7 separate regions of the Mus musculus genome follow, and regions 1, 3, 4, 5, 6 and 7 are each linked to region 2. Evidence: chromatin contacts called from public HiCAR-type, HiChIP or PLAC-seq and promoter capture Hi-C data. All regions are on one chromosome and are shown on one strand. Each heading gives the region's core, a stretch centred on a gene start, on an enhancer-like site or on the middle of the called end of the contact. The rest is flanking DNA. Distances are from core to core; before and after follow the strand shown. Region 1 holds the start of Loxl3 (lysyl oxidase-like 3). Region 2 holds the start of Mrpl19 (mitochondrial ribosomal protein L19). Region 3 holds the start of Aup1 (ancient ubiquitous protein 1). Region 4 holds the start of Ccdc142 (coiled-coil domain containing 142). Region 5 overlaps M1ap (meiosis 1 associated protein). Region 6 holds the start of Pcgf1 (polycomb group ring finger 1). Region 7 holds the start of Mob1a (MOB kinase activator 1A).

Region 1 (3,240 bases), core at 152-2,651, 1.1 Mb before region 2:
CCTGGCTTCCTACCTTCTTCTCTGGGCTGATAGAAGGAGACGGAGACCCCACACTGAAGCTGCACAGACAGTGTAGCAGCAGTAGTCCCCATGGGCAGCAATACCACACACTGACAGCTCTCATGGCGGGTGGGGCCCAAGGAGGGGGGCACTAAGGGACAGAGAAGGAGAGACACACACACTGAATGAGGGTAGGAACACAAAGAAAACAGGCACAGCCCTAGAGACCTAGATTGGGGGCGAGGGAGACTCTCCTTTCCCTTTGCAAATAATAAAACTTATAACTTGTGGTTAGTGTCCCACCATAACCTTCCCTGGTTTGGCCATCATTACCACCAACACCATCATCTCTATTTACTTTCATCCATGGGGTGGGTATGGGTTAGAGATGGAGAGTCTACGGATGGGTTGGGTAAACAGAGATATTGGGAAGAGACACAGAGAGGACGACCCAGACAGGATGTGACAGGAAGGGAGACTGTGGGAACGAAGGGGAAAAAACAGAAAGGCACGGGGTGAGAGACACATTGAATATGGATAGATGGTTTTAATCAAACCAAAAAAACCAAAGCACAGAGTAATGGGGAATGACACAGAGAGGCAAAAACCATGAGGAGAGGGAATAAAAGCCAAGGTGCAGGCACAGGAGAAATGACAGCAAGACCCATGCAGTTAGACAGACAGATGGCATCACAGGCAAGGGGAGCCTGGGAGCCCAGCCCTGGAAATCTCAGCACTATGAATGAGAAGACTCTTCAGTTTCCTATGGGGGCAGATGCCCATGCAGGAAGGGCCGAGGCTAACCGGAGTAGGAGAACCTTCTGCCACCCTCCCTAGCACATGGGCTGGCAAATATGCTGCAGGGTCAGGGACTCCAGGAGACCTAGGCTTCAAGCTGGGCAGGGTTTGGTATGGAGTTATCCAAGCTCCCTGGAACACCTCTTTTTCTGTCACTGGGCAACCAGAAGCTAGGGCTAGCTCCCCAGCTCAGGCCTTCTCTATCCGAGGCTGAAAACAGTCCTCCACAGTAAGGGGGGCCCTCCATTGCTTCCCCCAACTCAGACAAGACAGCTTTGTTCTGGGGGCATTTGGCTCCGAAGCCCTGGTGTTCAGCGTAGGGCCTGCAAATTGCACCCTGAAGCCTCCATCCCCAACAGTTTGCTCAGCTTTCCACTCTTCTGTTTCGCTCCTTGACCAATAATAAAACTGTCAGTTGGTTGGCTTTCCCGACTCCATCCCAAATCAGCGTTTCTCCTGGTCCACCATCCTCTCCATCCCCAACTCCTCTTCCCGCTGGCCAGCAGTAACTCCCCTACCTTCGACTAGGCACAACTCCAGAGGCTGGAAGCAGAGTCCTGGTCCTGGAGATTACTTTCAGGACTTCTCAGAAAAAAAGTGTTCGGCCAGGGGAGACTGGACCCCCCCTTCCTCTCCCCTCTTCGTTGGTCCCTCCCACGTCCCCTAGAGCCCTCCCACATTCCGCTTTCTCCCTCCATTCCGGCCAGGCCAGTTCCCTCCTCTAGATCTTCCCCTCCCCTGTGGAGCTGGCTGCAGCCACGCCACCCCCTCCCACTCCTCCCGGCTCAATGAAGCTTTCTTTTCCCGCAGGTTGGAGGCCCGGCAGCCGTATTCAGGGTGCTTGACTTGCAAACGGTTTCGGGACAGCAGGACGGCCCCTGTGGCAACGGGAAGCTTTCCAGCCCGTAGCCGTTCCTCCACATCCCCAACTAGACAGAGTATCAACAACAGTCCAGTCCAATTCCCGGGCTGGGCCATGAGAAAAGGTCCCACAAAGAAAACTATTGTCCCGATGGCTCCCTTGGTCATTATGGCGCCCCCGAGGTGCCTGCAGGTGATGTCACGGCCTTCACTCTGATGTCACGTTAAACATATGTCGTCACTCTCAGCTTCCACCCCCCAGGCACTAGGGCCCCTGGTTGGTGATCACCGCTTCCCTGAGTGGTGCCACTGTGTGCACCACTAAAGATAAAGGCTTTAGTGAGCTCTCCCTGAGTTCTTCCTGATGGCTCGTTTTCCTCCAAGCCCTCCGCTCCCCCATCACCGCCGCAGGGGCCGGGGAGGGGCGGGCACGCCTCCGGCACCCTGCAGCCTCGCCCCGCCCCGCCCCGCCCCCAGCCCTCCGGGCCAGGAAGCGCGGAAGGAATCGCCTGGGCCATGGACGGGGCTGTGATGGAGGGTCCGCTTTTTCTGCAGAGTCAGCGCTTCGGGACCAAGGTAGTTTGTTTGTGGCGTGGGGGATGGCGAAACCCCTCTGGACTAGAAGTGGGTGAAAGAATCCAGAAAGAGGGAAGGGGCCGGAAGAAGGTCGGAACGGCGCGCGGGCAATTGTAGATCCCCAAGACGTTCCCTTAAAAGTCTCGGGCTGTGCCCTCCTTGGTGCGGTCTTGGGATGCCATTATCTTTGGGAAAGTAGCTCAGCCTGGGAAGCCCCAGACTCAGATCGGCCTTCATGGGTCTCTTCTTCCTTGTGGGGCGCGTGCTACCACCGCGCACTCTCGAGTCTTTCGTTCTTTCCCAGAGGTGGAGGAAAACTTGGGCTGTGCTTTACCCAGCCAGTCCTCACGGCGTGGCGCGGCTGGAATTCTTTGATCACAAGGGGTCGAGCTCTAGAGGGGGTCGAGGCGGCTCTCGCCGTCTAGACTGCAAGATGATACGCCTGGCTGAATGTGTGAGCGTGGTGCCGGTGACTGTGGAGAGTCCCCCTGAGCCCGGCGCTGTTGCCTTCCGCCTGGACACCGCACAGCGCTCGCACCTGCTGGCGGCGGACGCCGTATCCAGCACCGCCTGGGTGCAGACTTTATGCAGAACCGCCTTTCCGGTGAGTGACTGGGGGTGGGCATCTCTGGGCTTAAGGGACACTGCGAGGATGGAGCTATTATAGAGGCACTGGACTTCTTGCACCTACCCTAGACCCAAGAGAATTATATATAATTCTTCCATGTTCCCTTTTCTGCAGAAAGGCGGCTGGGCTTTGGCGCAGACGGAGAACCAACCTAAGTTTTCTGCCTTGGAGATGCTGGAGAATTCGCTGTACAGCCCCACCTGGGAAGGTAGATGTCTGGCAGGAATGGAGTGGGTTGAAGAGGTGCCCTTGGGGAGCTAGTGATTGGAGTCAACCGAGTCCCTAACTTGCCCCAGCGCTCCTTCTCCTTCGTATGTGTTCTTCCAGGATCCCAGTTCTGGGTAACCTCGCAGAAGACCGAGGCTTCTGAACGCTGC
Region 2 (3,355 bases), core at 545-3,044:
ATATGTCCTGTTACCCAAGGACACCCAGTGTACATTAGTTTCCCTGGACCTGGAACTACAAACAGCTGGGAGCCGCCTGGTGTGGGTGCTGGGAACTGCTACAAGAGCTGTAAGTGTTCTTACACGGAGCTGTCTCCCAAGCCCCTCTCAACTCAAGAAGGTTTGAAATGGACCCCTTTTAGCTTGTATGCCTCCCAACTGCCCGAGGCAAACTCAGTTTTAGTTCTGGAAAAGGGAATGTTCTCAGTGAGCTCAAGGACTCCGTGGGGGCTATTTGTTAAGAGTGATGGCTTTTCTCTTTATGCTTTGTCCTAGTTAAGGTTTTGTTGATGAAATGAAATATCATGACCAAAGCAAGTTGAGGAAGAAAGGTTGCATTTGATTTACACTTCCATAACACTGGATCTCACTGATGGAAGTCAGAACAGAAACTCAAACAAGGAAGGAACATGGAGGCAGGAGCTGATGCAGAGGCTATGAAGGAATGCTGCTTACTGGCTTGCTCCTCATAGCTTGCTCAGCCTGCTTTCTTATAGAATCTAGAAACACCAGTCCAGGGATGGCACCACCCACAATGGGCTGGACCCTCCCCCATCAATCACTAACTTAAAAAAATGTCCTACAGGCCACCTACAGACCTATCTTATGGAGACATTTTCTCAGTTGGGGGTACTCTCCTCTCTGATGACTCTAACTTTTGACAAAACAGCTAGCATTTATTATTCTGTTTGGAGCCTGTGAGAGCCAGGTAGTGCTGGTTAGTAAGACAGAAGTTAAGCAAAAGAAGATACTCATTGCTCCCCACGGAATTCATAACAACGAACTAAATACCAATAATCAAACAAGAGGCAAACGAAAATTTCCTAAAAGAAGCAACGTTCTACAAGACTGATTAACTAATTAAAACGTGAGTGACTTGAAGCATTGTGGTGCTGCAGATCCAGAGCCCAACTATCTTGGCCCATTAGTCCCTCAAATGGTAATTTATTCCCAACTTACTTGTGAACCAACGGCCTTGTTATTATTAAGGGACTACATTCAGCAACCGCCTCACTTCCATCAACCTGAAGGCTAAGAAGGCCATCAGCGCAACTGAGGCATACAGCAGAGACATCTCCATTTTGATATAGCATTCCTAAATGGGTGTACCTGCCAATGTGTTTAAGGAATGGCTTTCTTGCTCTGATACTATGGAATGCCATGGAATTGTTACATGTAATTGGAACATGGATTTGTGGTGACCTAAATCTTGTGTTCTGAGCCCCTCATTAATACTTGACTCTAGAATAAACTATCTCTTTTGCCCTTTAGGTGACAGTTGTGTTTTTCATGTAGGCACAAGCAAATAAAAGGTGGAACTGAGGAGGCTGGAGAGGGTGGCTCTGCAGTTAGGAACACGTAATTTTTCAGAGGACCCATGTTCAATTTCCAGCATCCACATAGGGTCCCTTGCCACTGCCTGTAACTCCAGCTCCAGGGGATCATATGTCCTTCATGGGCACCTGCAATCACACTCACACACACACACACACACACACACACACACACACACACACTCCACGCACTTCATAGTCACTCACTAAATGCAAATGAGATCACAGTACTTAGTGAAATGTACAAACTTGCTAACCCTGTAGAGAAGTGTAACTTTGCAAATTATGGAGAAGAGGAAAATTATATACATTTACAGGTATAACTCCCTCAAACAAGCGGCGGTACACCGGGAAGCAAGTTTAGTCCCATAGGAGCCACCGTCCGGCCACACCCCATCGCACTGACTTCTGGGAGTTGTAGTCCTTCATTGAGGGTGTAGACATGGCGGCCTCCATGGCAGAAAGTTGTAGGGCGTCCCTGTACCTGGCCCGGAGCGTCCGAATGGCCAGGCCACGGCTTGCTGCCTTCGCATCTGATGCCTGCCGTGTCTGCACGGGCCCAAGCCGATTTCAGAGCACCGGGCCTTCAGAGCCCGGTGGGTTCAAGCCACCGCCGAAACCTGTCATCGTGGACCGGCGCCGAGTCCCGGAAGACGAGAGAAGGTGAGGCGGCCGAGGCCGCGTGGGAGTGCGCACACTTTGATACCCGCTTTATAGCTGGGCTGCACGAAATCGGGTTCCGGGTCTGCCCCTCTCTAGATCACGAAAGACGCAGGCTTGGACTCCCTTCCCTCAGTTTGTCCTAAAATCCACCACGGTGAGCCTTGGCCAACAGATTCTATCCAGGAGGAAGGGTTTGGGGAGGTCAGATCGGCTCAGGCACGTGGATCCAGCACACTCTTTTTCGTCTTACCTACATAAATGCATCTTCAGAAGCTTAACAGTATGGACCCGCAGGGTGGTTCGGTTGTGAAAGTTGCAACCTGTACACCCAAATCCATGCCTAGAACCCATAGAGAAAAGAGAGACCGTACTCCAAAGTTTGCCTTCAAATCCCCACATGAATGTTATGCTGGGCGCTCCAACCACAATACACAATAATTTGTGGGTGTGTATCAGGCTGGCCTTGAACTCAAAAAAGATCTGCCTGCTTTTGCCTCCTAAATGTTAGGATCAAAGGTGGGAATCCCTATGCTCGGTGGAAGATTTCTTTTAAAGTCAGTTTGCAGCTGGTGATTTGTATATATTTTCTCCATATTTATAGCTCAGTGGGAGACTTGTGCTCATTTGCAGACTGAGAGAAATGCAGCGTATTAACTGTGACAAAATTGTAACAAATAGTAATTATGTCAGCGGTTCATCACCTTTACGCTCCAGTTGTGCTTTGTTTTTTTTTTTTTTAAGTAAGATGACAATAAAACATCTAACTGGTCTCAGGATTAATTTATGCTACTATGGGTCAGCTTGCCTGTGTGGTGACAAACACCAGAGACAGCCAGCCTAAAGGGAACAAATTCGTTTGGCTCAGGGTTTGGACAGTTGTAGTTAATTTTGCTTGGTCCTGGCCCTGTCACTTGGGCCCTGCAGTGACACAGTATAGCGTGGCAGGAAGCATTAGCTAGGTAAAAGCAAAGGGAGAAACAGAAAGGGGCCGGGGTCTGTGCCTTGCCTTCAAGGTTAGATGCCCAGTGACATGTTTCCTGTACCGGACTGAAACTCTTTAAGGCTTTCTAAGCCCCAGTAGCTGCCCAGGATGACAGCTAAACAAACCCTTAGCACAAATGCCTTCTTGGACAATAAGGTCCAGACCTTGAGGGCTACTTGATGTATGATAACCATTTAAACACAATGCCTGGTGCGTTCTCAGGAGTGAGCATTAACAATGGTTTTGGAAACCATGGTTTTAGAAATAACATTGCAATCCATATTGAAAGAATAAAATACATCTACATTATACCCATTGTTTTTCTTATGCTGGCCTA
Region 3 (3,538 bases), core at 575-3,074, 1.1 Mb before region 2:
TGTTAAGTCGACAGGGGCTAAGGGTATGGCCCTTCCCCATTTATCTTGGAACAGTGGTGGGGAGAGTAGGGAGATGAAGATAAGTGTTGCTTCTGTTAGAACTTCGACATTAACAAACCACAGGCAGACAGGATAGTGGTCACTACTTCCATGCCCTTGAGGTGAACACCTTCCCAGCCACCAAAAACGGAGGACAGTTAGTACCTTACTTGATACACCGTGAAAGGAACAAAAAGGGACCACAGCAGTTCTGAGACCCAGGAGGCATCTGACACCGTCTGAGGGGAGGGCATGAAGTGAGGTCTAAGCCAGGGCCACAGGTGGGAAACTTCCCTTCCAGACCCCAGAGTAGTCCCTGTCCAGCATGCACTCACCACAGAGACCAGGGGTCTCTGAACTTGCAGGGTAAGAGGTTGTACCACGTCCTGAATAGAAAATGGCCACGAACTAAGAGAGAGGGAGAGAGAGCGAGTAGTATGGGAGTTCAGCCTAGCCCAGCCAACCACTTATATCTGACTTAAACTAGTAAACTGTCCAACTCCATAAGCAGACAACTGAGGAATTAAGAATTTCGAGGGCAGGGCTAAAAGTGGGCAGACAGGAAAGGAACTAGGGCACCCACTCAACTGGAGCCAGATGCCTGCGCTTACCCACCTGAAACGCAGCAGCCCTTCTCGGCCATTGGTGGCCTCTTCCTCGGGGAAGAGCAGCAAAGGTGTGGGCGGAAGCCTCGTGGAAGCACAGAATTTCTTGAGTGACTCCACCAACTCCACCCGCCTATCCATCTCCATGAAGCCCCGAGACCAACACACAAAGCTGGGGGGACTATTGAGTAGAGGCTGAGAACGGGGAGAAAAAGCAAGAAGAATGGAAGGAAATGTCAAAAAGAGAAAGAGAAAGGAAAAGACAGAAAGAAAGAGGAAAAGGGTGACACGTGAGGTGGCGATTAAGGGGCTGGGGGAAAGGCTCGGTGTTCCCCAAGAGAATCCCAATGGGTAAAGGGGAGCCTTGAGCTTGGGCCTGGGGAGCCACCCGGTGGCGCTCTCGGCCTCGCCCCCCACTCACGGTGCTACAGGTGGTGAGGAGGTTGACTATGTTGTGGTCAAAAGGTGTTACGTGGTTGGAAATAAGGACCCTGACGCGGTGATCGCGGAGTCCGGAGTCCTCCTGCCGGGCCACGAGCCCCAGGACCGCACACATGGTTCGTACCACGAACCTGGGGACACAGGCGGCGGTGACCGTGCGGTCCAGAGCCCAGCCCAGCCCCGATGCTCCCCCGGGCGCCGCGGTCCGCACCTGCGGAGGACGCTGTCGGGCAGAGCGCAGCTGACCAGGAAGACGTGGAGCCCGAGGAAGAGTCGCAGGACCAGGAGGCAGAGGCCGACCGGCGCGTAGAGCAGTAGCGCGAGCAGCAGGAAGCCGTCACTCGGGAGCCTGTGGCGAGAGGCGACGCGATCAGGCGCCGAAGCTGACAGGACGCGCTGACCGGTCTCTTCCCTCCGCAGCGCTTACCGGTGCGAGTCAAAGAGCCGCTCCGGCCCCGGAGCTGGGGGAGGTTCCATCGCAGCCGCTTCAGGAGAGCGGGGCCGCTGTCGCCGCCATCTTCGCAGGGCCGCGGGGGCCCCTGGGAAGGCGGAGTCTTTGGGCATCCGCCGAGACGCCAGAACCTGAGGCCCGGAGGCGCCCCGGAAGGGCTAGCGTTCCCAGCATGCCTCGCGGCCCCGGGGAATGTGTGTGTATGTGTGTGTGTTTGTGTGTGAGCGTGTGCGTATGCTGGAGAGGAGCGCGTCCTGACGGGACTACGTTTCCCGGCATGCGCTGAACAGCTACCGTCGTGCCCTGCTTCTCCTAGACCGCTTGCCGGGTTCTAGAGGACCGCCTCTGAGTAGGGCGGGCGAGGAGAGTCGAGGCGGAGCTGATGGCTGCGCTGAAAGCGGGGCGGGGTGCAAACTGGAGCCTTCGGGCATGGCGGGCTTTGGGGGGCATCTTCTGGAGGAAGCCTCCCCTGTTAGCTCCTGACCTCCGGGCTCTGCTGACGTCAGGAACTCCTGACTCTCAGATCTGGATGACTTATGGGACCCCCAGTCTCCCGGCCCAGGTGCCTGAGGGGTTCCTTGCATCACGGGCAGATCTGACGTCTAGGACCCCGGATCTCTGGGCACGATTGAATGTGGGGACTTCAGGCTCCAGTGACCAGGAGGCCCGCAGGAGCCCTGGAAGCCGTCGGCGCGAATGGCTGGCGGTGGCGGTGGGCGCAGGAGGTGCAGTGGTGCTGCTGTTGTGGGGTTGGGGTCGGGGTCTTTCCACGGTGCTGGCTGCTGTTCCTGCTCCGCCACCCACTTCTCCCCGGAGCCAGTACAATTTCATCGCAGATGTGGTGGAGAAGACAGCCCCTGCTGTGGTCTATATCGAGATCCTAGACCGGTAATGGTGAAGTTGACCAGGAGGTGTTGAACTGCCGTTAGTGAAGGCAAGGGAGCAGGATGAGGTGGAAGCTGCAGTGTAATGGGTACTTTCCCCATCCCAGGCACCCTTTCTCCGGCCGTGAAGTCCCCATCTCAAACGGATCAGGATTCGTAGTGGCTTCAGATGGGCTCATCGTTACCAACGCCCACGTGGTGGCTGATCGGCGCCGAGTACGAGTGAGGCTGCCTAGCGGGGATACTTATGAGGCCATGGTCACAGCTGTGGATCCCGTAGCAGACATTGCCACACTGAGGATTCAAACCAAGGTGGGGATGGAGTAGGCCAGATCTGATGGCAGCTGTTCTCTTGCTCCCTTCTTAAAATGACCAGTTTTGCTGGCCTTGTTTCCCTTAAGGAGCCTCTTCCCACACTGCCCCTCGGCCGCTCTGCTGATGTCCGGCAAGGGGAGTTTGTTGTTGCCATGGGAAGCCCCTTTGCACTGCAGAACACGATCACATCTGGTATTGTCAGCTCTGCTCAGCGCCCAGCCAGGGACCTGGGACTCCCTCAAAACAACGTGGAATACATTCAGACCGATGCAGCTATTGATGTGCGTCCTGATATGAGGGAAATTAGGTGCTAAGGTTGGAATTGGGGAGAACAGCTGTTGGGTATGAGCACCAACTGACACGTGGTGGTGACTGGGCCTGTATCAGAGGTTGGGCTGCAAAAGGCAGCCTCTCTAGTTCATGTGCTAGGAATGGAATTTGAAAAATTTCCCTACACCCTGTTTATGTCCTCGGTCTTAGAATTCCCAGAGCATGGGATTCCAGATCTTTTTGATGTTTTCTTTCATTTTATCTCACAGTTTGGAAATTCTGGTGGTCCCCTGGTTAACCTGGTGAGTGTCCGTGTTCTTCTAAGAATCCATGCCCCAGGTTAGTGTGGGAAGTGTGGGTTTTCCTCTGATTTAGGGAATTTTAGCTAAGTCTCTAGTCTCTTGTTCCTCTCCTGGTATACAGACAGACAGACAGACAGACAGACTTCTGTCCCCAAATCCTTGCTACTCTTGTTCAGGTGCCCCCATCCTCTGCCATCTGTGTGGGCTAGGGGACAGGGGGCTGTGTCCCTG
Region 4 (3,586 bases), core at 761-3,260, 1.1 Mb before region 2:
TCCTTCTGGAGCAGGAGCAAGAAGGAACCGGGGTCCCACGCTGCCAGGTGCTGCTGAGCTCTGCCCACAAACCAGAGCAAGGTGGTCTGCAGGGTACAGAGCCCCAGAGCGACAGGCGTAGGACCTGGGAGGGGAAGGACAGTACCCTAGGGTTCATAGGTCACCTCCAGGAGAAGGCCAGCTTCAGAACAGAGGACAGGCAAAAGATAACAACTGCCCCGCCCCCTGCCCTCCCATTCCACACCTCCTGTCTCACCTGCAGGCGGACACAGCCTAAGTTCTGGCCTGGGCTGTCGAAGGCTATCCAAGAGGGGAGGAAAAAGCCGCTGCAGCAGCTCAGAGGTAGGAGACAGTGACGCAGGGCTGCTCTGACCACCCAGGGCTGATCCTAAGGCCTGGCAGAACCCTGGCATGACAAAATATAGTCTGAGGGGGTGCGCAACAGGATCCTTGGGTCACCCCAATGTCCTTTTCTCCTTACCTTGGTCCCAGCTGCAGATGACAGACTGGTGAAACAGGCTGTGACACAGAGACAACAGCTCCTTCTCACACTCCTGAGGCAGGGGTGCTGATGGGAGAAATGAAGGAAGCCTGGAAACAAATCCCTGGTGACAGCCCCTGCCGACTCCACTCAAGTCAGGCATGGTGGCTCTCCGGAGGCAGGAGGCTGAGACCAGCGTCCCAGGCCAGTGTGGACTAAAACCTAAATAAAGACTGCTATGGGAAGCTGCGTGGCCTTGGGAAACCCTAAACGCTATACTTTAAACTCGGGGAAGTTCATTCATTCAAGGCCCTGCGCTTGCTGACAGGCTGGAGTTGAGAGAGGGTAAAGGGAAAAAGACACCCTCACCACAACCTCCAAATGCCAGCTCGGACCCCTCGCTTACCTTGACACAGTGCCTGACTCAGCTCTTGTGCCATTGCTCTAGGGTCCTCCCAGGGTCCCACGCGTAGGTCCAAACACTTAGCACAGGCTGCCCACAGCAAGGTCCAATACTGGCTCCACAGGGCTCCAGGTCCCCCAAGCCTCAGTCCGCTGCTGTCGGTGCTAGCCACGCCCCCTACCAGGCCCAGCAGCCCGGGCAGCAGCTCTCGCTCTTGCTCGCACTGCCGACGGAGCTGCTCCTGCAAGCCCGATCCGCCACGGGCTTCAGCCAGCTTATCTGCCACCTGACAACCCCGCTCTGCAGCCAGGAGCTGGAGCACACGGGCCGCGGGGAATGGGCGCGCGGCCCCGGGGACGAAGTTCAGGGAATGTCCCTGCAGAGTGTGGTAGAAGGGAAGGGCCAGCAACAGTTCGGCTAGCTGGGATGTCAGGCCCAGGCTAGCGGGTGTCCGGCCCAGTGAACGAAGCTGCATCTCGATGGCAGCCTCCAAGTGCTGGGCAGCTAGCCCGACAGGGCGAGTCAGGAGAAGCGTCTCCCTGGAGCCCGGGAAGCCGAGGCGCAGAGCCGCCCCACGAGATGGGCACAGCTGTAAATCGCCGTGCAACTGCTGCAGGGAGAGGGAACCGGCCGAGGAGCCGGAGCGGAGCAGCCGCACGACCGCCTGCAGGTGGCGGGCGCAGTCCCGGGCCCGCAGGAGCTGCTCTCGCTCGCGGTGCAGACGAAGCAATGTGGCCCGGAGCCGCTGAAGAGCGAAGGGCATCGGGCCGCTTGCAGACGCGGGAGCCCACGGCTGTCTGCTGAAGTCCGGGCACGGGACGCTCACCGCAGCCAGTAGCCCTAGCCCTCCACGCCTCCCCTCGTCCCGCTCCTCCCCAGCGCCCACGGGCTGCGCCCACGACGAGGGTACGTTAGCGAGTGGAGGCAAAGGGCCACTAGAGCTGGACGCCCGTGCCATTTGCACGGCGAGTCCCAAACGAACCTAACGCTCGCCGCCTCCCCGCTTCCCGTCGCACTCCACGCCCGTGGGCGCCAGGACTCACCAGCTAGCCGGAAGTCTCGTGGTCTTACTGGGGCTCCGTAGCCACGACCTCTGCCCCTAACAAAGATGGCCACCCACTTACTCTTTCCCGGCCCTTAACGACTATCAAATTCTAGCTAGACTTTCCTGTCACCGTTAACGGGAGGTGGCGCTGATGCTAAATGCTGTAGGGAGAGTCAAGCTAGGTGTGACTTGACAGCAGGAGACCCATGTCTCCGCCATCCCTGACTTCCTAGTGTACCGCCTTCCTGCAGTCTGCCCTCTGGGGGTCCTGCGGCGGTCTACTACAGAAAAGAGGAAAGCGAGACCTCAGTTTGCTTTTGCTTTGATCGTTGTCTTCGTGTTCATTTGTGGGCGTGTTGTTGTTCAGTTCTCTTTGAATCTCACTGTGTATGTTCTTAGCTATCCTGAAACTCTCATGTAGACCAGGCAGGTCTCGAACTCAGAGTTGTCAGCCTGCCTCCGCTTCCTGGCTTAAGTTAAGAGTGTGTATGTGTGTCATCACAGCCAGCTTCAACTTCTTTTATGTTTTCTTTCAGTCATCTCTGAGAGTTTTGGGAAGCAGCTGGTTCGGACCCTACTCATAAAGATCTTAGGCAAAGGAACAGCAAGGGGTCCTCGGGCTGCTGCTGCTGCTGCAATGCTCTAAGCAGGCAAAATTGAGCATTTGAGGGTCTCCAGTTTGAGGTCAAGGCAGTAGTTACAAGTGCTTGGGAATATATTGTGAACAGAGGACAAGACCCCACAGCATGGAAAAGAATATTATTACTGCCCAGCACTAAGAGATTGAGGCAGGAGGGTTGTCTAGAGGTGGTCGACACTTGGCCAACATACTTTCAAGTTAGCCTAGGCTACAGTGTGAGACCCAGCCTCTGAGAGTGGTTTAAAAGGTTGGAGATAGGGGGTTAGATTCCTGAAGTAGTTGGTACAGTTACTGAGGGAGAGAGAGGATCAGATATGGGATCACCGAAAGACTAAGTAAATATACAGCAGTTTTCCTGGCCATTCACTTCTAGACTCTCAGAGTCAACAAGTCCTCAGGCTAAAGATCCAGGTTATGAAGGGACTCTGGCTAACTCTCATGTGGGCACTGTTCTGGCAAAACCATTCCCCCTGCCTTGCTAAACAAAACAAAACAAAACAAAACAAAACAAAACCAAAAAACATTGTTACATTTCTAAAACTAGCCAAGAGGTCTATTCCCTTATTTGGCCACTTCCTTCTTCTAAGGCTGACTACCAAGGTATGGCTATCAAAGTACTGAAGTCCAGCAATCAAAAGGCCCCCTTTAGTTTACCTAATTAGCATACCCGATCAAAATTAAACACCTCATCCTAACCCGGGTTTCCCCCTTTACTATCATAACTCCATTTGTCTATGGGCCACAACTGTCTCCTCTCTATCCAGAGGTAGTCCTTTGTCCTCCAGGATAAACACCCTTGCCCCTTTTGTCTCCTCTCCTTTGTTCCCTTCCTCTTTTTCCTGGTCCTCTATCTCCTGTCTTTGTCCCTTATTACCTGCCCTTTGTCACTCTAGGGCAAATAAATTTCTTTTGTGCTGAGAACTTGGTCTGGAGCAGGGGGCAGGGGCAGGTGGTCCTGAGCTAATACTGATCAGTTACAGGTCACATAAAAATTGGCCCCCGCCGTAGATTCATGAG
Region 5 (3,335 bases), core at 35-2,534, 1.0 Mb before region 2:
CCCAGTGCTGGGAGCCTCAGCTTGGATTAAACTCTAAGGCTCTGATGTGGTTATGCCTGGGCTACTGTTTGCCATTTTAGCTCGAAATGGTTGTCCTCCCAGGCCTCAAGCTGCCTCTGCTTAGATCAGGTTGGTTTGTGGTGGCTCTGTGGATCTGCCACGACTGCCGTGAATTATAGGGATGTGTCACCGTGCCCTGTTCTCTGCTAGCTATCAATCCTTGTTCTCTAAATTCTACAGTCAAGTGCCAGGTATGTTGGTACATGATTATAATGCCAACACTTGGAAGGCAGAGGTAAGAAGATTTCCAAAAATATGAGCACAGCCTTGTCTACATTGTAGGTTCCAGGTCATCCAGGGCTACATAGTGTGACTTTGTCTCAAAAATAAATAACATACAAATACACACACACACACACACACACACACACACACAAACAAATAGATTCTACAGTCAGATAATTCTAGCATACCTGCCATGACTGGGTCTAATACCTATTCTAACTTCAAATGGTGTGTCTTGCCTTTTATTCCGCTTGTCATCTTCTGTGATAGACGGGTTCCACTGGGTCAAAGATGTTATTGTAATTGGCCTTTACAAATGTGGTATTTGTGTGAAAGGACACATTCTCTACTATTATTATTTTCTATTCAAATAATAAGAGTAATAAGTTTTTAAAATCTCGCGTAATCAAGTTTTTAAACATTTTTTAAGATTTATTTTTATGATTTTATGTGTGTGGGTGTTTCACCTGCGAGAGCATCTGGGCACCACATGTGTGACTGGTGTCTGAGAAGGTGATGAGCTTCTATATGGGTGCTGGGAATTGAACTTGGGTCCTTTGCTAGAACAGCAAGTGCTCTTACCCACTCAATCAACTCATCAGCCCCCAAAACAAGTTCGTAAAATAATATTGATATGTGATTATTTGTTCCTAGTCTTCAAGAGAAGCTGCTACTCAAATACAAACTCCACAGTGTTTCTCAGTGTGTTCTTCCCCTTGGGTTGGAGCATGGGCACTTGACTGGGCTGGAGTGGGTTAGAGCATGGGGACTCGATTGGGCTGGAGTTGATCATTCCTCTCTATGTGGAAGGCTGTAATTAGCTTGAGTTTGCTCTCTCTTGTCCTTCAGGTGAGTTAGGTCAGTTCAAACCCTAGGTTCTGTTTAACTAGTTTCTCCTGGCCACAGAACTTATGAAAAAGAACCGTTGAGTGTATTTCAGAATGCCTGTTCTCTCCTGCCCCACCCCCTTGCCATCCAGGTTTGAGTCATAAGGGAATTTCCTCTTAAGGGTCTGGTTGAACTCTTAGACTTGGAGCTCACAGAAGTGTGTGAGGCCTTAGGACGTCCCTTGGAGTTTTAAATGTTGAGACTTAGCTTTTAGCCGTTTACTAATGTTTGGGTTTTCCTACCCAAGCAGTGGTTGCCATGGAGGTTTTGCTTTAGTGTGCTGTGAGTCTGTCTGATTCTGGAGGCAGCTGTTTGCCCTGTGTTGTAACCTTGCCTCTCCTAGGCATCTAAAGGGAATTGTTGACTTTGCAAGTGTTTTCATAATTGTTGGGACAAAGTGGCAACTTCCACCTTCCTAGCGTGTGAAAATGGCAATGGGAAATTAACACAATTATTTTCCAACTCTTCTGTCTGCAGCCAGAGGTCCCTCAAATATTTTAACCCACACACACGAATGTACCCGTGGAGTATCCACCCATAACTTATCTATATTTTTATGATTGTCTCAGCATGGCATCAGAATAGCATCAACTTTGACATTCGCTAATCCCAGAGAAAATTTAGTAAATTTGGGTAAAATTTTGATTAAAGACAATTACAATTTTTTTCTTTATTTTGGGCTCTTTTTTGAGATAAGATTTGACTCAGTAACCTAGCCTGGCCTGGAACCACATAGCCCGTGCTGGTTTAGCCTTGCCTCAATCTCCTATGTGCCGAGATTACAGGTGTGAACCTCCCTGTCTGGCTTTAAGGGTACCCAGATAGATAGAAAACAGAGCCAATTTAGGGAACTTAACATTTACCCTGCAAACTCCAAATGTCCTGGGCAGGTGTATTTACATTTCATTTTTATTTCAGTTTTTCCTTAGAGTTCACTTTGGTCCCTGTTTTCCAGTTTCTCTTGATGCCCTTCTGCATATTAAGAGCTGAGTAGGTGACACTGAGGACATGGTGGCAGCAGTTAAGAGCACTTGTTGGAGCAGGAGAGATGGTTCCGTGGTTCTGAACCTGTACTGTTCTTCTTGAGGGCCCGGGTTTGGTTCCCAGCACCCACAGCAGACAGCTCATTATTGCCTATAACCCCAGCTTCAGGGGCCCCAGTGCTTCTAGTCTCTGCAGGCACCTGCACACACATGCATATACCCACATACACATAATTGAAAATAAAGTAAGAATTTAAAAATAAAATACATTTACTGGTGTTCTTTCCCAGTACTTGATTGGGAAACTTACAACTGCATGTAACTCTAGGTCTGGGGTCTCTCTCTCTCTCTCTCTCTCTCTCTCTCTCTCTCTCTCACACACACACACACACACACACACACACACACACACACACACACGTACTCACCAAGAAAAGAAAAAGAATTTAGGAGAAAAGAAAATGGTAATGGGATAGAAAAATAATGTTAGCTGAACATCTCATCTTAAAAATGATATTCAATGTATATAAAACAGAACAACATAAGGTTAATAAATACTGTAACACTACAGAGATGGGGGTGGGGAGATGACTTCACGTCCTAAAAAGCAGCATCTCTTACCTCCAGGGAAGTCCAGGGCTGAGCAGCACTTGAGGCCATGTGACTGCTGTACTGTTTGAACTGCTGGAGCCCATCTTCTATTGCCAGGGGTAGTAAGGCGTGAGGTGGTCTGTGACAACCTTCTACCTGTAACATTCGAAGCTCCGAGATGCAGGCCTGCAGCCTAATGAAGTTCCCTCTCACTTGCTGCAGAGAGAAAGTGAAGCAAAGACACAAAGCTTTAGGAACCCAGTATGCTGGTTAGCTTCTGTCAAATTGACATAGACTAGAGTCACCTGGGAAGAAGAAACATCAGTCATGGAATTGCCTCCATTAGATTGGCCGGTTAGCTTGTCTGTGGGGACATTTTCTTGATTAACCCTGAGTCGGGAGTTCTGAGTTGTATAAGAAATCAGGCTGAGCAAGCAATGGGGAGCAAGCCAGTGAGGATCTTTCCTCAGTGGTCCCTCCTCCTGCTTGAATTCTGACCTGATTTCCCTCAGTCATAGACTGATTAGGATGTGTAAGCCAAATAAACCCTTCTCTTCCCAAAATGTTTTTGGTCATGATGTTTATCAT
Region 6 (3,295 bases), core at 477-2,976, 1.1 Mb before region 2:
TGACACAGAACCCTTCGGAGATGGCGGACCTCAGCTCTCACAGAACACCGAACATACTTGTTCTAGGAACAGAGAAGGAGGGGAGGGCACAGGTGTCTGAGGGAAGGGTTGCTGGGAGAAACGGCTCCTTCAAAGGGGCCCTCCCCTCAACCCCTCTCACCTGAAGGACATTTTTATTCTTGTCTTTGCCAGAACTGGATGGAAACAGATACAAGTTAGAGGGTTCCACTTTTCTTGTCTCCTACCTAGCACAAGCACCACAGCACACTTTCTTCAGGGGAGCAGACACTCCCTCACCCTTCCCCCCAAGTCCCTTAGCATCTGGGTCACCAGTAGTATCACTTCACGCAACCTCTGACCTGCCCCTCACCTCAGCCGCTCCAGGCATAGGCTCAGCTGTTCATCATATCGATAATAGTGGGCTTTAGAGTGGTCAAAACTGCTGAAGGGGAGGCCAAGGTTGCTCAGGGCTGGCTCTGAGGAAAAGTAGATATTGAGGAGGCTGGTACAGGTTCCATACCCTCTTCTCCCCAGAGAGCAAAACCAGGCAAAAGAGATGCTCTGAGGGCTTTAATTGCCCCCCTCCCCCAAATGAGCACCAAGGACATACCTTCACCACTGGGCTGGGAGACTCTGTCTAAGCCTCGGGACTGATAGAATTCCCGAATCCGTTTCTCTTCACCTAAGGAGGGGTGAAGGGCAGCCATATTAATTCTCTTTGTTTTGGCTGTTGACCTCTTTATCTTTGTATTTTTTTGATTCCCAACAAAACTGTTGGGAACAAAACGTCAAGGTGCCACCCAGCATTAGAGTCAGGAGGCCCCACAAATATAAGGTGGCCACTCACTGTCTTGCAAGCCTGGCACTAGCTTATACACTATGTCCTGCATGACCCGATCCAGTTTGAGATTGAGCAACGGCTGCGTCTCGTGGATCTTGATGTTGCACATGGGGCAGTACTTGCTGGTTTGCAGGTACTTCACGATACAACTTTTGCAGACTGTAAGAGGAGAAACGAAGATGCTCAGGTCCCTTGGGAACCCGACACATGGGACAGGCAGCACAGAGGCTGGCAGCCAGCTTGGAAGAGGAGAGACAGGATCCGGGACACTCACAGGTGTGGAGACACTCTGTGATGGTGGTGGCATCCACGAAGTAGCCCGCGCACAGGCAGCAAACGATGTGTTCATTCAGGTCTTTGATCTTCACCCGGACCTCCTCCTGTGGACACACCCTCAGTCACTCCCCACTGGTCTTGCAAGCCCACCCCATCTCACCTTCTGCAATTCCCAGCAACAGAGCAGTTTGTTATTGGACTGGGTCGTCTGGCCCCCGAGAAGAGACGGGGGAGTGAGCTCCCCCTTCGCCCAGCAGAGGGCTCCGCGCACAGCGGGTGCTCTCTTTTCGCGGACCCGCCTGACTCTCTTTTTTCCCTCGGGAGACCAGACGCTGTCGGAGACACAACGCGCAAGCGTCCAAGTCCAGCGTTTGGCAACTCGGCCAGAATCGCGCGTGCGTATCGCGCACCCCGTGGCTGCGCAAGCGCACTGGGCGCCCATCCCGCCGCCACCCGTCCTCTCCTTCGTTTGGGTTCACACAGCTAACGGACCCCAGCAGTCATCCCGCTGCCCCTGCACCTCGTTCCGTAGTGGGTCCATCTTGTACACTGACTGGAGCTGGTTCCGAAGCCTCATCGCGATCGCAATCTGGCCCCCCTGAGGAGACGCCATCTTAAAGGCTGATCCCAGCCCGCCACTTCCGGTACCGCCTGCGGGGCGGGACTTGTCTCCTAGCAACGAGGGCCTCACATTCTCCGGATTGGCTAGTTTTCCGGCACACCCCGCCCTCGCCCCCTCTTTAGCTCCCCGTGTGCTCACCTGAGCCCGCTGCCCCCCCAACAATCGGTGGTCGTTATGGAGGGGGGTTGAGTGAAGCAGGGTCTCTGCGGTGCACGCTCCCACGGGCGTCCTTCCAACGGCGCGCACACAACCTCTGGATCAACTTCGGTAGCTTGTGCTAAGAGAGCCTGTGTGCCCTGGGACCCCGAAGCCGGGCTATCGCCCGCCGCTACAGCTCCGGAGTGTGGGAGTCCTGGGACCCGACCTCGCCTCCGACCCGGGGTCCTCTCTATACAGTGCAGTCCTGCTCCGCTGCGGCGTCCGCGTTGCGGAGCTGCGTCCCAGCCGCGGGCCTTCTCCCGTCTGCGCCGCGGGAGTTTTTTCCGGGCTCGCGAAGTCTGGGAGAGGGTGCCCTGGGCGGGGTGGAGAGGGAGAGACCCCCCGGGGAACCGGGAGCTCTTACTCCCCACTCTCTCCCTGCTGCCGAGGATGGGGAGAATAGGCCCTGGCTAATGATGATGATTTAATCATCGGCGCCTGCGGAGGCCTGGGACAGACTAATGCAGAGCAGATGCCGAAGGAGGAGGGGAGGATTGACAGCGAGGAGACTTGGGCAGCGAGTGCCTGCAGTAGCATAGGCCCGGGCCCGCACTTGGGGAGGACACAGGGGTTCCCGGGTCTGGTACACTGTCATCACTGGGTCCCTACGGCGGAATTTTAAAAGAATAAATTTACTCTGAAGCGTTATTAGCATCGAGTACAACTGGAGATTCGAGTGAGAGGGGAGAGACTGGCGGAAACTTGAAAGGCTCTCTGGAGAAAATTGGGACTCTTGTGTGGGCATGATTGACAAATGGATGCACGAGAGGTATAAATGTGATGGAAATAGAAAAAAAAGGCAGTGTGAAGAGGAACGACCAAAGAAACAGGTGTGGATTGAGAGCCCCAATGGAAGGAATGGGGTCTAAAAGAACTGGAATAATTAGGTTGAAGGTAACAGGAACCTCACAGAAAGGAGTGTATGTCTGTTACCCCATAAGTGGTAGTACATAAGCGTCAGGAAAGTATTAAAGACTTGTTAATCGACTACATACAGCTATGGTTTACCTTCCTGGCCCAGGCCACCTAGTCACCTCTGAGCCACTGCAGGTCTTGACTGCTTGCCCATGTCTATATCGTTCCCTCTTTAGACCTTTCTTCCCACAGCATGGCAAAGTGATTCTGATCATAGGTTACAAAGAACACACGTTTTTGATGATGTGTTTCTCATGTTGATGGTGGTGCTAGTTTAGTGGACATGTACATGGGGCAAAACCAATTACAGTATACACTTTAAATACTTGCAACTTGCAGCGTATCATAAATTAGACCTCAAGAAAACTGTTAAAAGTGAGTTCCAGCTGGGCAGTGGTGGCACACGCCTTTAATCCGAACACTTGGGAGGCAGAGGCAGCCGG
Region 7 (3,582 bases), core at 643-3,142, 1.4 Mb before region 2:
ACAAGCAAAACACTCATACTCATAAAATGAAAGTAAATCCTAAACTGGGTATACTGGTATACATCTTTAATCCCAGCACTCTGGAGGGAGAGCGAGGCAGATCTCTGGGAGGTCAGCCTGGTTTACATAGTTAGCTCCAGGACAGCCAGAGCTACATTGTGAAACCCTATCTCAAAAAAAAAAAAAAACCAAACAAGCAAAAAAAAAAAAAAAAAAAAAAAAAAAAAACTAAATAACTAAATAAATCTTTGAAAAATACACTTACATTCTTCTAATGATGCCATCAAAACAGTTAAAATAACGCTGAGGATGGAAGAAGTCACAGATGTAATGAGACACTCATATCCAAAATACATAAAGAATTCTTACAACTGAAACCAAAAAGTCAGACGGACACAACCACTGCACCATATACACACGTGGAAATGTCACAGTGAAACCCATTAATTTGTACAATTAACAGATGCTAACAAAATAAAGAACAATCTGATTTTAAAATAGGAAAAGGATCTCAATAAACTCTATCCACAAATAGTCTGAAAACACAAAATACAGACACAGACACACACACACACACACACACACACACACAAACGATGCTTAACATTGCTGGTCATTGGGAGAATGTAAATCAATAAATTCCACTTCACCCTCAGATCTATCAGTGGTAATTACCAGGCAGGTGTGAACTGAAGAATTCTGAAAACTCAATACAATGAGAATGGGATGTTAAATGCAGTGCAGGCTTTAGAAGGCTTGGCAGTGCCTCAAAGGCTAACATGCAAAAACCTCACTAAGACCCAGGAGATACCATCACACACACATACCCAAAAACCTATAACCAGCTGCTCACAGCAGCGTTATTCAGAATAGCCAAAGAGTGGGAAAAACTGTCCATCGGTTTAAGTTATAAATAAAAACTTCCATTTACCTCACCTGGCTGAAGAGCTATGGACAGTCCACAAGAAGAGTCAGGTTTTTCAGGGACAAGCTCAAATAGACTCATAATGAAATAGTCAGCTCTACACCCAAGTACATACAGACGACACTAACTGGATCCATTACGTATGTATGTTGTATAGACGTAATATAGAATATAGATAAGAGAACATGAATTTGAATGGGAGATGAGAGGGCACTGGAGGAGTTAGAAATGAAAATACGCATCTATTAAGTTCTCAAAAAAAATAAAAACCTTAAAAAAAATTCACATGTGGGCCGAGATGAAAGCACCCACCTTTAATCCCAACATCTAAGAGGGCTCGAGGCCAGCCTGGGCTACATAGCAAGACCATTTCTCAAAACAAAACCCCCACATTTAAAGGAGGCCTGTCCTAGTGGCCGAGGCTGTATCCTGGCTCCTTGGGAAAGCAGAGGCAGGAGGAGTCCAGGTTCAAGCCCCGCCTGGGCTAAGAGAAAAGTCACATTGGAAGGAGCAATGCCCTCTTCCCAAATGCAAACCTGTGGGAAGCCACTGAGAACCTGCGCCTTTCTTTCTCAGCCTGGTCTGGTCACCGAGGCACTGCACATTTTCCTGCGCTAGCCGATCCCGGGGCGGCAGGCCCGGAGCAGCCCTAGGTCGGGCTCCGCCCTCCGCTTGGCCCCTCGGCCCGGCCCTGCCGACCGACACCCGCCCCGCCCCGGCCCGGCCCGGCCCACTCACAAGAGGAAGCTCATCCTCGCTAGCCCGAGGGGCCGTGGCCCCCGCCCCGTCAGACTCGGCGCCGCCGCGGGCACCGGGAGGCAGAGGACGGTCCGCGGCTCTACAGGGCTGCCGAAGCTTCACGGCCCGGGTTTGGTACCGAGTTCCAGCCGCCGCGACCAAGCACCGACCGCGGGCTCCTCCGCGCTGCCTCCCACAGCTCCGCGAGCCAAAATGCGGAACCAAGAGGATCTCGCGAGACCGGGCTTCTTCCCGTCCCGCTGAGCTTCACCCTGCCCCTTCCTGAGCTCAGCCAATCAGTATTCTGTGGGCACGGGAGGGAAATGGGGCCAACTAGGCGCCGCTGTCAACTGTTCCGTGGCCGAGGGACGTCTGCCAGCGCTACTTGGTGACTGTTTCGCTATTTAGAAAAACTTGATGTCTTCTCCTAAAGGAATGCTATTCTGGCCACCTCGCCTGTTGATGGACACCTGGGAGGTTTCTACACACACACTGTAACGCTGCTATGAATGTCCATGTGCATGTTCCGTGTGGGAGGATATGTTGACACCAGGTGACACTATGGTAGAATGAAGAAAAGAGGGGGGAGAAAAAAAACCTGTGGAAATAAATGAAACTGCAGATGCGCAGTGGCAAAGATCCAGTATTTTGCCGGTGGTTTAAAACCATTTGAATGCCACCTGTCACATTAATGTCATCAATTTTATTTTATCAACTTTTGGGTTCCTGTTTGTTTGCGTGTTGTTCCTTGGTTGAGACAGGATCTCAGGTGTTCCAGGCTGCCCAGGCTGGTTTAAAGTTTACTATGTCGCCAAGGATGACCCTGACCTCCTGACCGTCCTGCGTCTGCTTCCCAGGTGCGGGAATTACAGGCTTGAGCTACCACCTGCCTCCTTCTATTAACTTTTTAAACCACCTTTTATACATTTGTATTTATTAGTGTGGTATGTAGTAGTAGCTGGTTCTCCTTTTCTACCTTGATGGGGGGGGGGGCAGCCTAGGTTATCAGGATTATTCAGTAAGCTTTTTCTTTTCTTTCTTTCCTTTTTTTCACTAACTTCTGTAAATTTGTATGTGATTTAGAGTATGTGCCTTGATATATTTTTTGAATCTTTTGTTTGTTTGTTTTTGGTTTTGTTTTTTGTTGGTTTTTTTTGTTTGTTTGTTTTCCTGGTTTTTTGAGACAGGGTCTCTATGTAGTCCTGCTGTCCTGGAACTTGTTTTGTAGATCAGGCTGGCCTCGAACTAACAGATATCTTCCTGCCTCTGCCTCTTGTCCTTTTATTTGTTTATTTTTTTCATAAGTATATTTTTAAATAACATATTATTAAGGTTTGAGTCTGTGTCCTTATGTTTATATCAAGTCAGGACAAGCATGATGATACACAGCTTCTTTAATCCCAGCACTGGGAGGTAGAGGCAGATGGGTCTTTGTGAGTTCATGGCCAGCTTGGTCTGCATAGCATGTTCTAGGACAGCCATGACTACATAGAAAGACTCTCAAAAATTATATGTGTGTGTGTATGTATGTGTGTGTATGTATATATATATATATATGTATATGTGTGTATACATATATGACATTATATGTATACACACACATATATATATATATGTATATAACTATAAAAATATGATGTGAGAGGCTTGATTAAGAGCACTTAATACCTGTATAGTATAGTACCTGAGTTCAGGGTCCAGCATGCACACTGTCTGTAACTATCTGTAACTTCATTTCCAGAGCATCTAACACTCTCTTCTGACCTCCACGGGCATCAGGCATACATGCATGTCACATGCATGTAAGCTGGCAAAACACTTATAAAATAAAAAAAAATCTTCTTTTAAAAAGGAAAAAAATGCTGGGTGTGGTGGTGCACGCCTTTAATCCCAGCACTCGGGAGGCAGAGACAGGCAGA

What was found. Promoter capture Hi-C pulls out the DNA fragments that hold promoters and counts their contacts. HiCAR-type assays count read pairs that join an accessible place to other places. HiChIP or PLAC-seq counts read pairs in DNA pulled down with a chosen protein or histone mark.
Region 1: a contact with region 2 is called in a FOXA1 HiChIP or PLAC-seq map of pancreatic cancer cells. The contact joins the promoter of Loxl3 here to the promoter of Mrpl19 in region 2. A contact is called at or near these places in 4 of 39 promoter capture datasets (cranial neural crest, hippocampal neurons, liver and 1 more) and 1 of 115 datasets of contacts at active chromatin or transcription factors (pancreatic cancer cells).
Region 3: a HiCAR-type map of astrocytes shows a contact between it and region 2, with 2.9 times the contacts expected there. The contact joins the promoter of Aup1 here to the promoter of Mrpl19 in region 2. A contact is called at or near these places in 2 of 39 promoter capture datasets (hippocampal neurons and pre-B cells) and 1 of 115 datasets of contacts at active chromatin or transcription factors (astrocytes).
Region 4: a contact with region 2 is called in a promoter capture Hi-C map of liver, with 3 times the contacts expected there. The contact joins the promoter of Ccdc142 here to the promoter of Mrpl19 in region 2. A contact is called at or near these places in 6 of 39 promoter capture datasets (the 3T3-L1 cell line, 3T3-L1-derived adipocytes, embryonic stem cells and 3 more) and 1 of 115 datasets of contacts at active chromatin or transcription factors (forebrain).
Region 5: a contact with region 2 is called in a promoter capture Hi-C map of cranial neural crest. The contact joins the enhancer-like site here to the promoter of Mrpl19 in region 2. A contact is called at or near these places in 8 of 39 promoter capture datasets (the 3T3-L1 cell line, 3T3-L1-derived adipocytes, the C10 cell line and 5 more), 20 of 484 Hi-C or Micro-C datasets (the 3T3-L1 cell line, 3T3-L1-derived adipocytes, B cells and 15 more), 4 of 115 datasets of contacts at active chromatin or transcription factors (astrocytes, bone marrow-derived dendritic cells, embryonic stem cells and 1 more) and 1 of 9 other capture datasets (adipose tissue).
Region 6: a contact with region 2 is called in a promoter capture Hi-C map of neural stem cells. The contact joins the promoter of Pcgf1 here to the promoter of Mrpl19 in region 2. A contact is called at or near these places in 7 of 39 promoter capture datasets (the 3T3-L1 cell line, 3T3-L1-derived adipocytes, cranial neural crest and 4 more).
Region 7: a contact with region 2 is called in a promoter capture Hi-C map of pre-B cells, with 3 times the contacts expected there. The contact joins the promoter of Mob1a here to the promoter of Mrpl19 in region 2. A contact is called at or near these places in 2 of 39 promoter capture datasets (liver and pre-B cells).

Annotation. Positions count from the first base shown.
Region 1 is chr6:83,032,366-83,035,605 of GRCm38.p6, reverse strand. Loxl3 (lysyl oxidase-like 3) reads right to left here and starts at 1,401. Exons shown (of 14, transcript NM_013586.5): 1 at 1,317-1,401; 2 at 1-151. The coding sequence starts at 124. It overlaps Dok1 (docking protein 1), which reads left to right and starts at 2,135. Exons shown (of 5, transcript NM_010070.4): 1 at 2,135-2,235; 2 at 2,540-2,839; 3 at 2,978-3,071; 4 at 3,191-3,240. The coding sequence starts at 2,176.
Region 2 is chr6:81,964,388-81,967,742 of GRCm38.p6, reverse strand. Mrpl19 (mitochondrial ribosomal protein L19) reads left to right here and starts at 1,794. Exons shown (of 5, transcript NM_026490.2): 1 at 1,794-2,036. The coding sequence starts at 1,816.
Region 3 is chr6:83,052,807-83,056,344 of GRCm38.p6, reverse strand. Aup1 (ancient ubiquitous protein 1) reads right to left here and starts at 1,824. Exons shown (of 12, transcript NM_007517.4): 1 at 1,513-1,824; 2 at 1,297-1,434; 3 at 1,066-1,216; 4 at 655-839; 5 at 375-447; 6 at 205-278. The coding sequence starts at 1,649. It overlaps Htra2 (HtrA serine peptidase 2), which reads left to right and starts at 1,774. Exons shown (of 8, transcript NM_019752.3): 1 at 1,774-2,424; 2 at 2,528-2,732; 3 at 2,822-3,016; 4 at 3,275-3,307. The coding sequence starts at 1,919.
Region 4 is chr6:83,099,940-83,103,525 of GRCm38.p6, reverse strand. Ccdc142 (coiled-coil domain containing 142) reads right to left here and starts at 2,010. Exons shown (of 9, transcript NM_001081266.1): 1 at 888-2,010; 2 at 482-568; 3 at 257-406; 4 at 1-124. The coding sequence starts at 1,842.
Region 5 is chr6:82,967,595-82,970,929 of GRCm38.p6, reverse strand. M1ap (meiosis 1 associated protein) reads right to left here. Exons shown (of 10, transcript NM_033079.2): 3 at 2,778-2,963. Among named protein-coding and RNA genes, the nearest start is that of M1ap, 22 kb to the right of the region's middle. Within about 2 kb of position 1,284, at least 15 of the 459 cell types and tissues checked have an H3K27ac peak or open chromatin away from gene starts, as enhancers often do.
Region 6 is chr6:83,076,821-83,080,115 of GRCm38.p6, reverse strand. It overlaps Pcgf1 (polycomb group ring finger 1), which reads right to left and starts at 1,726. Exons shown (of 9, transcript NM_197992.1): 1 at 1,638-1,726; 2 at 1,116-1,221; 3 at 848-1,000; 4 at 611-682; 5 at 371-476; 6 at 161-194; 7 at 1-62. The coding sequence starts at 1,694.
Region 7 is chr6:83,324,349-83,327,930 of GRCm38.p6, reverse strand. Mob1a (MOB kinase activator 1A) reads right to left here and starts at 1,892. Exons shown (of 6, transcript NM_145571.2): 1 at 1,664-1,892. The coding sequence starts at 1,677. It also overlaps a transcript of Mthfd2 not described here.